Linked DNA regions of Mus musculus: all the other regions are linked to region 2. Evidence: chromatin contacts called from public Hi-C data. All regions are on one chromosome and are shown on one strand. The core of a region is the stretch at or near the end of the contact, and the rest is flanking DNA. Distances in the headings are between cores, read along the strand shown.

Evidence for each region. A called contact is a pair of places that touch in the nucleus more often than the background predicts.
Region 1: a Hi-C map of muscle stem cells shows a contact between it and region 2, with 2.8 times the contacts expected there. The contact joins two enhancer-like sites. A contact is called at or near these places in 1 of 15 datasets of contacts at CTCF or cohesin (the NIH/3T3 cell line), 2 of 484 Hi-C or Micro-C datasets (the HL-1 cell line and muscle stem cells) and 2 of 115 datasets of contacts at active chromatin or transcription factors (embryonic stem cells and fibro-adipogenic progenitors).
Region 3: a contact with region 2 is called in a Hi-C map of uterus, with 4 times the contacts expected there. The contact joins two enhancer-like sites. A contact is called at or near these places in 1 of 15 datasets of contacts at CTCF or cohesin (the NIH/3T3 cell line), 5 of 484 Hi-C or Micro-C datasets (nephron progenitors and uterus) and 1 of 115 datasets of contacts at active chromatin or transcription factors (fibro-adipogenic progenitors).

Annotation. Positions count from the first base shown.
Region 1 is chr4:105,270,055-105,272,939 of GRCm38.p6, reverse strand. No RefSeq gene overlaps it. Among named protein-coding and RNA genes, the nearest start is that of Gm40217, 48 kb to the left of the region's middle. Within about 2 kb of position 1,594, at least 24 of the 459 cell types and tissues checked have an H3K27ac peak or open chromatin away from gene starts, as enhancers often do. A contact at or near this core is called in muscle stem cells, where this site is marked.
Region 2 is chr4:105,455,941-105,458,640 of GRCm38.p6, reverse strand. No RefSeq gene overlaps it. Among named protein-coding and RNA genes, the nearest start is that of Gm40217, 140 kb to the right of the region's middle. Within about 2 kb of position 1,295, at least 27 of the 459 cell types and tissues checked have an H3K27ac peak or open chromatin away from gene starts, as enhancers often do. A contact at or near this core is called in muscle stem cells and uterus, where this site is marked.
Region 3 is chr4:105,707,153-105,709,861 of GRCm38.p6, reverse strand. No RefSeq gene overlaps it. Among named protein-coding and RNA genes, the nearest start is that of Gm29922, 140 kb to the left of the region's middle. Within about 2 kb of position 1,286, at least 8 of the 459 cell types and tissues checked have an H3K27ac peak or open chromatin away from gene starts, as enhancers often do. A contact at or near this core is called in uterus, where this site is marked.

The DNA of each region.
Region 1 (2,885 bases), core at 345-2,844, 190 kb after region 2:
GGATGCTGGATGCTTCTTTGGTCTAGCCTGGTCCACCTAAGTATAAAACATGGCTTCCTCAAACTCACTTGAGAGACCAATCATAACAGGTCTGTTCAATGCACATTTTCCAGCTTCCCCGTTGCCCTAGTTCCATTTCTGATGCTATGATAAAAGAGCCTGACCAAAATAATACTCGGAGAATGAAAGATTTATTCAGCTTACAACTCCATCATTGAGGGAAGTCAAGGCAAAAACATCAAGACTATCCTGTTGGCCATTCCACATAGCCAAGGAAGTAGAGTGTCCTAGTTTGCTTTTATTGCTGTGTTAAACACCATGACAAGCTACCTGGGGAGGAAAAGGTTTATTTGTCTCATAGGTTACAGTCCATTGTGAGGGGAAGACAAGGCAGGAACCTGCAAGAATGCTGCTTACTGGCTTGCTCCCCATGGCCTCTTCGACCTGCTTTCTCTAACAGCTCTCTTAATGCTCTTAACAGCTAAGCCATTGATTCAGGCCATTGGCTAGGTTGTTTGTTTGTTTGTTTGTTTTTGTTTTTGTTTTGTTTTGTTTTGTTTTTTGAGACAGGGTTTCTCTGTATAGCCCTGGCTGTCCTGGAACTCACTCTGTAGACCAGGCTGGCCTCAAACTCAGAAATCCGCCTGCCTCTGCCTCCCGAGTGCTGGGATTAAAGGCGTGTGCCACCACGCCCGACATTGGCTAGTTTTTACATAGCTCAGGTTCACTATTGAGGGATGGTACCATAGGCTGGGCCCTCTTATATCAATTAATAATCAATAACCCTCTTATGTGCCCATAGGCCAGTCTGATTTAGACAATTCTTCAACCGAGTCTTTTGTCTGAGATAACTCTAGGCTGTGTCAAGTTGACAAGCAAAGCAGATAGACGTCCACAAAGTTGCTGAATGAGACCTTTTCACCCAGCCCTCACCATCCCAACCACTCCCTGTGTTTCGTAACGTTTGAGGGACACTAAAATATGGCTCAGTTTAGAACCTCTCCAACTAGGCTAGGCCCCTAGCGGCACAAAGAAGCATATGAGATTTCTAGTAATCGAACCTTTGAGCCTCAATAATAGAGATTTCAGTGGCTCAACCTAATTCATCAAGGGCTTACTTTGAACCTCATCCCCACCTTCGCGGTGATACGATAGTTCGCATTTTACAGTAAAAAGATGAGGTTTCCAGGGCTTAGGCCGCTTGAGTGGGATACAGGCTTATTAAGAAACAGGTCATTTGAAATGCCTGGTACGTACTGCCTTTGTCTGATTCCAAACAAGCAGCTCTATTCCTCAGGGGAGACAGGACAAATGTGTGTCATCTCAGGCAGTTCTGTGCCCTTAGTTCAGCCTCTGACTCCACACGGGGTCCTGAGTGTCTCTGAAGGCCTGAACTGTGTGCAACAAGCTTTCCAAAGGTTTCATTTCTTGTTGAAAGCTGGTGTTTTTCCTGGAAGGGCTGTCGGGAGGCTGTTGGTTTGAAGAAGTTGCCTTAAACCCAAGTGTCTTTCTGAATTACGTCATGCTTACTCCTGCCCAGGAAGGCGTTGCCAAGGGCCCGCCTGGTTTAGCTATGACTTTCGAATAGCCTTTGGGCCTGATGCCCCCAAGGGATCCGTGTCCTCAAGTGGCCTGAGGGCTGAGAGGGAGTGTCTCTGCCCCTAAAGTCCTTAGCTCTTCAGACTCACTCTTGGAGAGAGTCTCCATTCTGGGGCAGAAGAGGAGGCTGAACACAGATTCTTATTGGTGGTTGCTTAGCCAGCAGGGTGGGCCCTAGAGGAGAGAAGAGAAGGTCAGCGCTGTCCAGAGGCTCTACGACATCATGCCTGTGATCTCTTTGGCTTCCTCAAGGCACCCTTGATGTGCTCCGTCTTGTATAGAGACCATGAGTTTTCTTTCTTTCTTTTTTTTTTTAATGTACTTATTTTTATGTGAGTACACTGTTGTTCTTTTCAGACACACCAGAAGAGGGCATCTGATCCCATTACAGAAGGTTGTGAGCTACCATGTGGTTGCTGGGAATTGAACTCATGGCCTCTTGAAGAGCACTAACTAGTGCTCTTAACCATTGAGCCATCTCCCCAGCTCCCGACCATGAGTTTTCTATTTTGTCTGAAATATATTCTTGTGCTGCATCCTGAGCTGGCTTTGAACTTAGGACCCTCTTTGCTTCATTCTTTTGAATGCTGAAGTTATAGGCACGTGGTAGCCTGTCCAGCCATCACGACTTTATAAGTATGGAAACCAGGATGAAGTTAATGTTTCCTCCCAAGTTCTTAGAAGATTTGAGCCCAAGCCTGTCTGGTTCAGGAATTCATTCCGTGAAAGGTGGGAGACAAAGGAAGGAAGCTTAGCTTTAGACCAGAGCTGGCCTAGGCTCCTCCTTCTCCAATGTCTTTACTTGTTCTGCTTCCTATGGAGAAGGTATCATTATACCCATTGCACAGGTAAGAAAATTGAGGTCCAGACCATCAGGGGCTATCCCAGCATCACTCAGGTAATAAGTGGCAGAATCAGGCTGTAGCCCCGTCTAGTATATGGGTGCCACTCCTCAGGCTGCCTCTTGAACACCACATCCCAACGTCTGGGTCTTTCCCTTGCAGTGCCACTTCCCCGTGTATGATTTGGAACAAATTTGTTATCCCCATCCACTTCAGCTTCTCCTGTATTATCAAAGGTTTCAAGTGACCTCCAGGAAAGAAGAAAAAAGAAAGAAAGAAAGAAAGAAAGAAAGAAAGAAAGAAAGAAAGAAAGAAAGAAAGAAAGAAAGGAAAAGAACGAAAGAACGAAAGAACGAAAGAACGAAAGAAAGAAAGAAAGAAAGAAAGAAAGAAAGAAAGAAAGAAAGAAAGACAAAAAGAAAACAAGACTAATGGAACAACAAT
Region 2 (2,700 bases), core at 46-2,545:
GATGGTCCACCTGTTGAGCCACACAGAGAATGAGCCACAAAGCAGGGCGATATGATCTCCAATGGTTGAGTTTCTAAGTGTCATCAGAACTTGAGGGATTTTCACCTTTAGAAGTGTAAGGAATCACTTCCCAGTTGACATGTTCTGTGGAGAGCCGTGAGCAATTGCCATCATGAGCCTCCGCTGTGCCTAACTGGTAAACAAGTAATGTGCGCAGGTGCAAGAGTAAATTCGTGCCAAGTCACTGCCCATCCCGGGGCGTGGTGATGAGGCTCTGGGAGAGCAGCCAATCACACGCCACACTAAGGTGTATATAAGCAGCGCCTTTTTGGTGCTTGGGGTATTCCTCTTCATGTTGAAACTGGTGTAATAAAGTTGCTGCAGAAGGATCCAGTTTCTCACGCGTGTGTTCTTGCTGGCGAGACAATAGTATGTGTGAGAATGTTCCATCCTGCTCATCCTGTGGACTAGAGTAGAACGGATATGGAAAGTAAAGCTTACAATTGCTCATCTCACCCTTGTCTTCAGTGTCTTAACCTGTATCTCAGTCTCACTAGGAAATGGCATTTCCTTACATGTCCCAGGTTTCTGCAGGTACTATTTCCTCCCCTGGACTTCCTCATTTTTCTCCTTTATTTTACTAGCTAGTTTCTTCTTGTTCTTTAGTACATGTGACACTGCTTCCTTCCGATGTGACTCACCTCCACCTTCTCAAATCCCACCCCACCTGGATCAGGACCTGTCATGCAACATGTACTTCCCTCACCAGATCCCTTAGCATAAGATACAGCGATTGTCACTTAATATGTCTGTGTTTCCAGCCAACCTGCCAGGACCATCATAGTAGTAAAGCCATGTCAAATTATTATGTTAAATATCAGTGATGTGAATTCATTCTGGAAGACAAGCTGAAATGCCTACAACAAATGCTAAGATTTCACAGGTATAGAATTGTCTCCTGAGATGTGATGGCCCCAGGACACCTAATATTAATTCTGTCTTGCTGTGTCCCACCCCCACTGCTGGACATGTGCTTTGTATTGGCCTTGGTGCCTGCAATTTATGATTCACGCTGAAAGCACATTTGACTCGCTCATCTTTATAGCTCTTCTCCGAGAAAATTACCCAATCTGGCAGTCCTTTTGGCCCCAAGGCTACTTGACAGATCACAATGAGCCAGGCCAGATGGGAGGAGAAAATGAACTCCACCATCAAATTGTCCAATGCCTGAAAAATGTTGGCTTTGAGATAGTGCCGTTCTTTGTATTGCCTATAATCAGAGGGCTGAGTTCTTCACTGGGCCAAGGCAGTCAGGTCTTGGTGTTCCTGGCTGAGCTCAGTCAGTGTCCCACAGTGGAGCTCCCTGCCAGGTGGGCTGTCACAGCTGCGGAATCAGAGAAGTTGTGCAAGAGGAAAAAGAGATTTTTCCAATTCAGCAGAAGGAAAAGCCTCAGAGAATGAGCTCAGCGCAAGTGGGAGTCAAAAACCAAGGCCAAAGGTCCAGAACTCAAGTGCGAATGGCAAGAAGGAGGATCGTGGTGAATACAAACTACAGAAAGAACGTGAGCAGCAAGCGAGAGACAGGGATGACTGTGATGTGGGACACATGAAGACTCCCAGTGCCTTCCCACATCCCGCCACTTCCCACAAAGCTTTCTACAGAGTCAAACTGTACATTGATTTCTTTACAAAGCATTTATCCAGCCTTTGTGCTAAGCATAACTCTTACTTTATTTTTTGTTTTTATCTGCTTATATATGTGCACATGTGTGCATCCATGTGTGTGGCCTAGTATATGTGTGCATTTGTGTTCATGAATCTGGACACATGTGTACCATGATGTACATGAGGACGTCATAGGACAACCTCAGGCTCATCTTCCACTTTTTTTTTATACAGACTCTCTCTTGGGTGTTTTTTGTTTTGTTTTGTTGTTTGTTTGTTTCCTGATGGATATACCAGGTTGCCTGGTCCATAAACTTTAGTGTATTCTCCTGTTTCTACCTCCCAACTCCCCTCAGGAGCACTGTGACGGGATGTATGCATGCCCAGTATCTAGCTTTATTTATGGGAATTAGAACTTAGTTCCTCAGTCACGTGTAGCTAGTGCTTTTCCTGGTGTACCATCTCCCCAACCTCTAGTACAACTACCCCACACCCTACGGTTATTCTCATTCTAGAAATGAGGAAACTGAATTTCAAAGAGACTCACAAGGGGTCAAGGTAGCAGTGGTGCCTAGGACCATCTGGTCTAAAGGCTCTGGTATGAGGTCCCCAAGTATAAACAAGCCGACCTGCTGAAAGTCACTCCCAGAAAAGGCAAATTCCAAAGAAGACTCTGAGTCCAGACAAGCTGTTTGGAAAAAGTGGAAACCAGCAAAGCTAAGAGATGTTAAGGTCAACTGAGTCCCTTGGAAAGGATATTCTCTAGCCTTTTGAGCTGCCTACAGGCTATGTGGTGAGCTCCAGATCCCCAGCTTTTGTGAGGGGTCAGAGGCACTGACCTCAGGAAGACTGTGCCCCTCCAGCAACACTGGGAGGAAAGATGGTCTGCGATGGGAGAGATAGAAACCTTAATTACTTCCTGGTGCAAATCTGAAGAGGATGAAGTCTTGGGCACTAGTTGAGGGTTTTAAATATATGGGATTGGTAGAAATGTAGCTACAGTAGTAGTAAGTGACCAAAGCAATCAGAAAAAGC
Region 3 (2,709 bases), core at 37-2,536, 250 kb before region 2:
ATTCTAGACAAAGATTAAAAAGAAAAGGAATGACATTCAACGGCATCATAGCCAAAAGTTCGTCAGAGTTCTGGGACAATGGGTATCATATTATTGGTAGGCTATGAATTTGGGCATTAAGTAATAAAGTTAAAAATGCTTAGTCCTCACAGCTTATCGATTTCATCCTAAAGAAATCGTTTAGGAAACCTTCTGCACATGTGCGTTAGGAGGCGTGCTGGTTGGAACAGTGTGGGGTATATTCCTACAGGGGAGCACCACAGCCCAGCAACACTGACTGCCCTTGAAAACATATGAGACGTCAGAAGGACTCCTGCCCAGCGATCCCATTCCATAAAATGCAAAGCATAATCCCCCCAGGGATCTATAAACAAGATGGCTGCACACATGGAGAGCACCACTACTAAATCATCAGTGCATGTCCATGCAAGTTTTGTTCCCTAGTTCCATAAACATATGTACAACTCTCTTATGCACCACGCGCTGCACACACGGACTGCAAAATCCTTCCAGTGTGGAGGTCACATTGGAGGCGCTGCCTTAGAACCCGCTTGTTTCACTTACAATGAATTATAAGCAGATTTTCATGTCAAAACAAAACCTATAAACATTTTATTAGCCATATAGAACTCTACGTCTGGGTATCCCATACTTACCCAAGTCCTCTCCTAGGGAACGGAATTGATGCAATTGTTTTTCTACAATAAGGAATATCGAAAGAATCAATTTCCTTACACATAAATCTTTGTGTTGTAGCATTGTTTGATCCTCCAGGGTAAACTCCTCCTCTCGGTAGAGTGGCTTGCTGAAGGGTGATTTTACAATACACCGTTGTTAACAGGGTGAGAGTAACCACATTTCTTGTAGCTTTTTCAGATATTGCTGCCCTGAGCTTTTTATCAATTTTATATATTAAATTACACTAGTTTGTTTTAATATACCTTATTTATAAGGATTTTGAGTATGGGTAAAATGTATGGGTATTTCTCTTTGTGTACATCTTGAATGTTTATTTGGATCATTTGAATGCATAATTTGTCCAGTTCTCTTGACTCTTTTTCTCCTGAACAGACTGGTTTGCCAAACATTACTTGTGACATTTGGGGGTGTGTGCGCATGTGTCTGTGAATGTTATATACGTGTGTGTGAGAGGGCCAGTGTGTTTGCTGAGTAATTGCATAATAGTCCTTTTCCAGCAATGTGTTTGGCTGGGTTTTCACAGCAGTCAACTCGTACATCTTCCACTGGCCTCCTTCCTGGTGCGCATGCTTGCCATGCCGTCTCAGTGCTTCTGAGTTATCCCATATGCTCTAGGACCCTAACCAGAGCTTCCTTCTGATGTTATTGCTTAGCAAGCTACCACAGGTCAGCCAAGCTTGGTCTGCCACCCAATTTTGAAAGGCCAGCGAGCTAAGAAAACATTTTAATGGCTGGGAAAGAGTAAAAGGAATAATATTTTATGGATACATGACAATTACATAAAATTCAAACCTCGGTGTCCATAAAGTTTTATTGGAGCACAGCCATGCTTGTTCATTAAGATATCGCTAAGAGTGGTTTCATGCTGTGATGTCCGAGGTGAGTCGTCACGAGACACCACATGTTCAGCAGAGCTGAAAATATTTACTAGCTGGTCCTCTTTCTATAAAGCTTGCTGATCTCTGCTATAGAATCAAAACCTCAAACGGGATAACAAAGAGCCTGACCCTGCTCTGCGAGTGTTCCACACAGCCTTACTTTTCATCTCTTTGGGGCTGTTGTTGCCATTTTTTTGGGAATCCCTTTCGCCTGCTGCTCTGAAATTGGGCATCTTTATCAGCAAGCATGGGTTTGAATCATCATTTCTTCAGTCCAGTTCCAGAATTCTTGGAGATAACTGGAATGCGAATGGTATCCCTTTTTCTTTTGGCTTCAAGACACCTTTTTAATCCCTTTAAAATTCCACTGACTATTTTAGTTGTGGTTTAAAGAGAAAGAGAACTGCACACAAGTCACCATCTCATTCCAACATAGAGCTACTTCTGAGATAATGAAAGTGGGCTTGCTGCAGAGCTCACACATCGACACTGGTGTGGATCCCCTCCCACCCCACCACAGGCAGCACTGTCTGAGAAATGTATGCAGAAATAGGAAGCAGGAAAATGATGCTCTCAAGTTCCTGTGAGAGGTTGTTTGGTGCCCGATCTTAAGCTAAGTTTATGGCACCATGTTTCAAGACAGAAAGATCATCGTTCTTACTGACTATAATATTGGTTCATATTTATAAAATGTACTTTGACGTTTTGACTCATGTTCAGAATAGTGTGTTTGAGTGACTGATTATCAACTTTCCTTCATTGTTAAGTCACTACTTAAGTGAGACAAGTGATACATTATATCTCATATCTAAAAGAGGGGGAGTAGAGACAGAATTATTAATTATTCTCTAATCAACTGAAGTCCAACAGTACCTTATTGCATTCGCAAAAAACTACGACCATGAAAACTAACATTCTACAGAAAAAAATTATAATGACTAGAAGAAAGACTCTATGTGCTCCAGCATATTGCTTATAACTGTGAACTAAGTGTGAGGAAAGACCGAGAACTGACATCATAGAGAGGATGTTTATTATCTGGTGAGAAAGAGGGGTGTCTATGTTTGCTGGGTGATAATATATCATTCAAAGAATTCATTGACGCTCATTTTGATTTTTAAAGGATTATTTT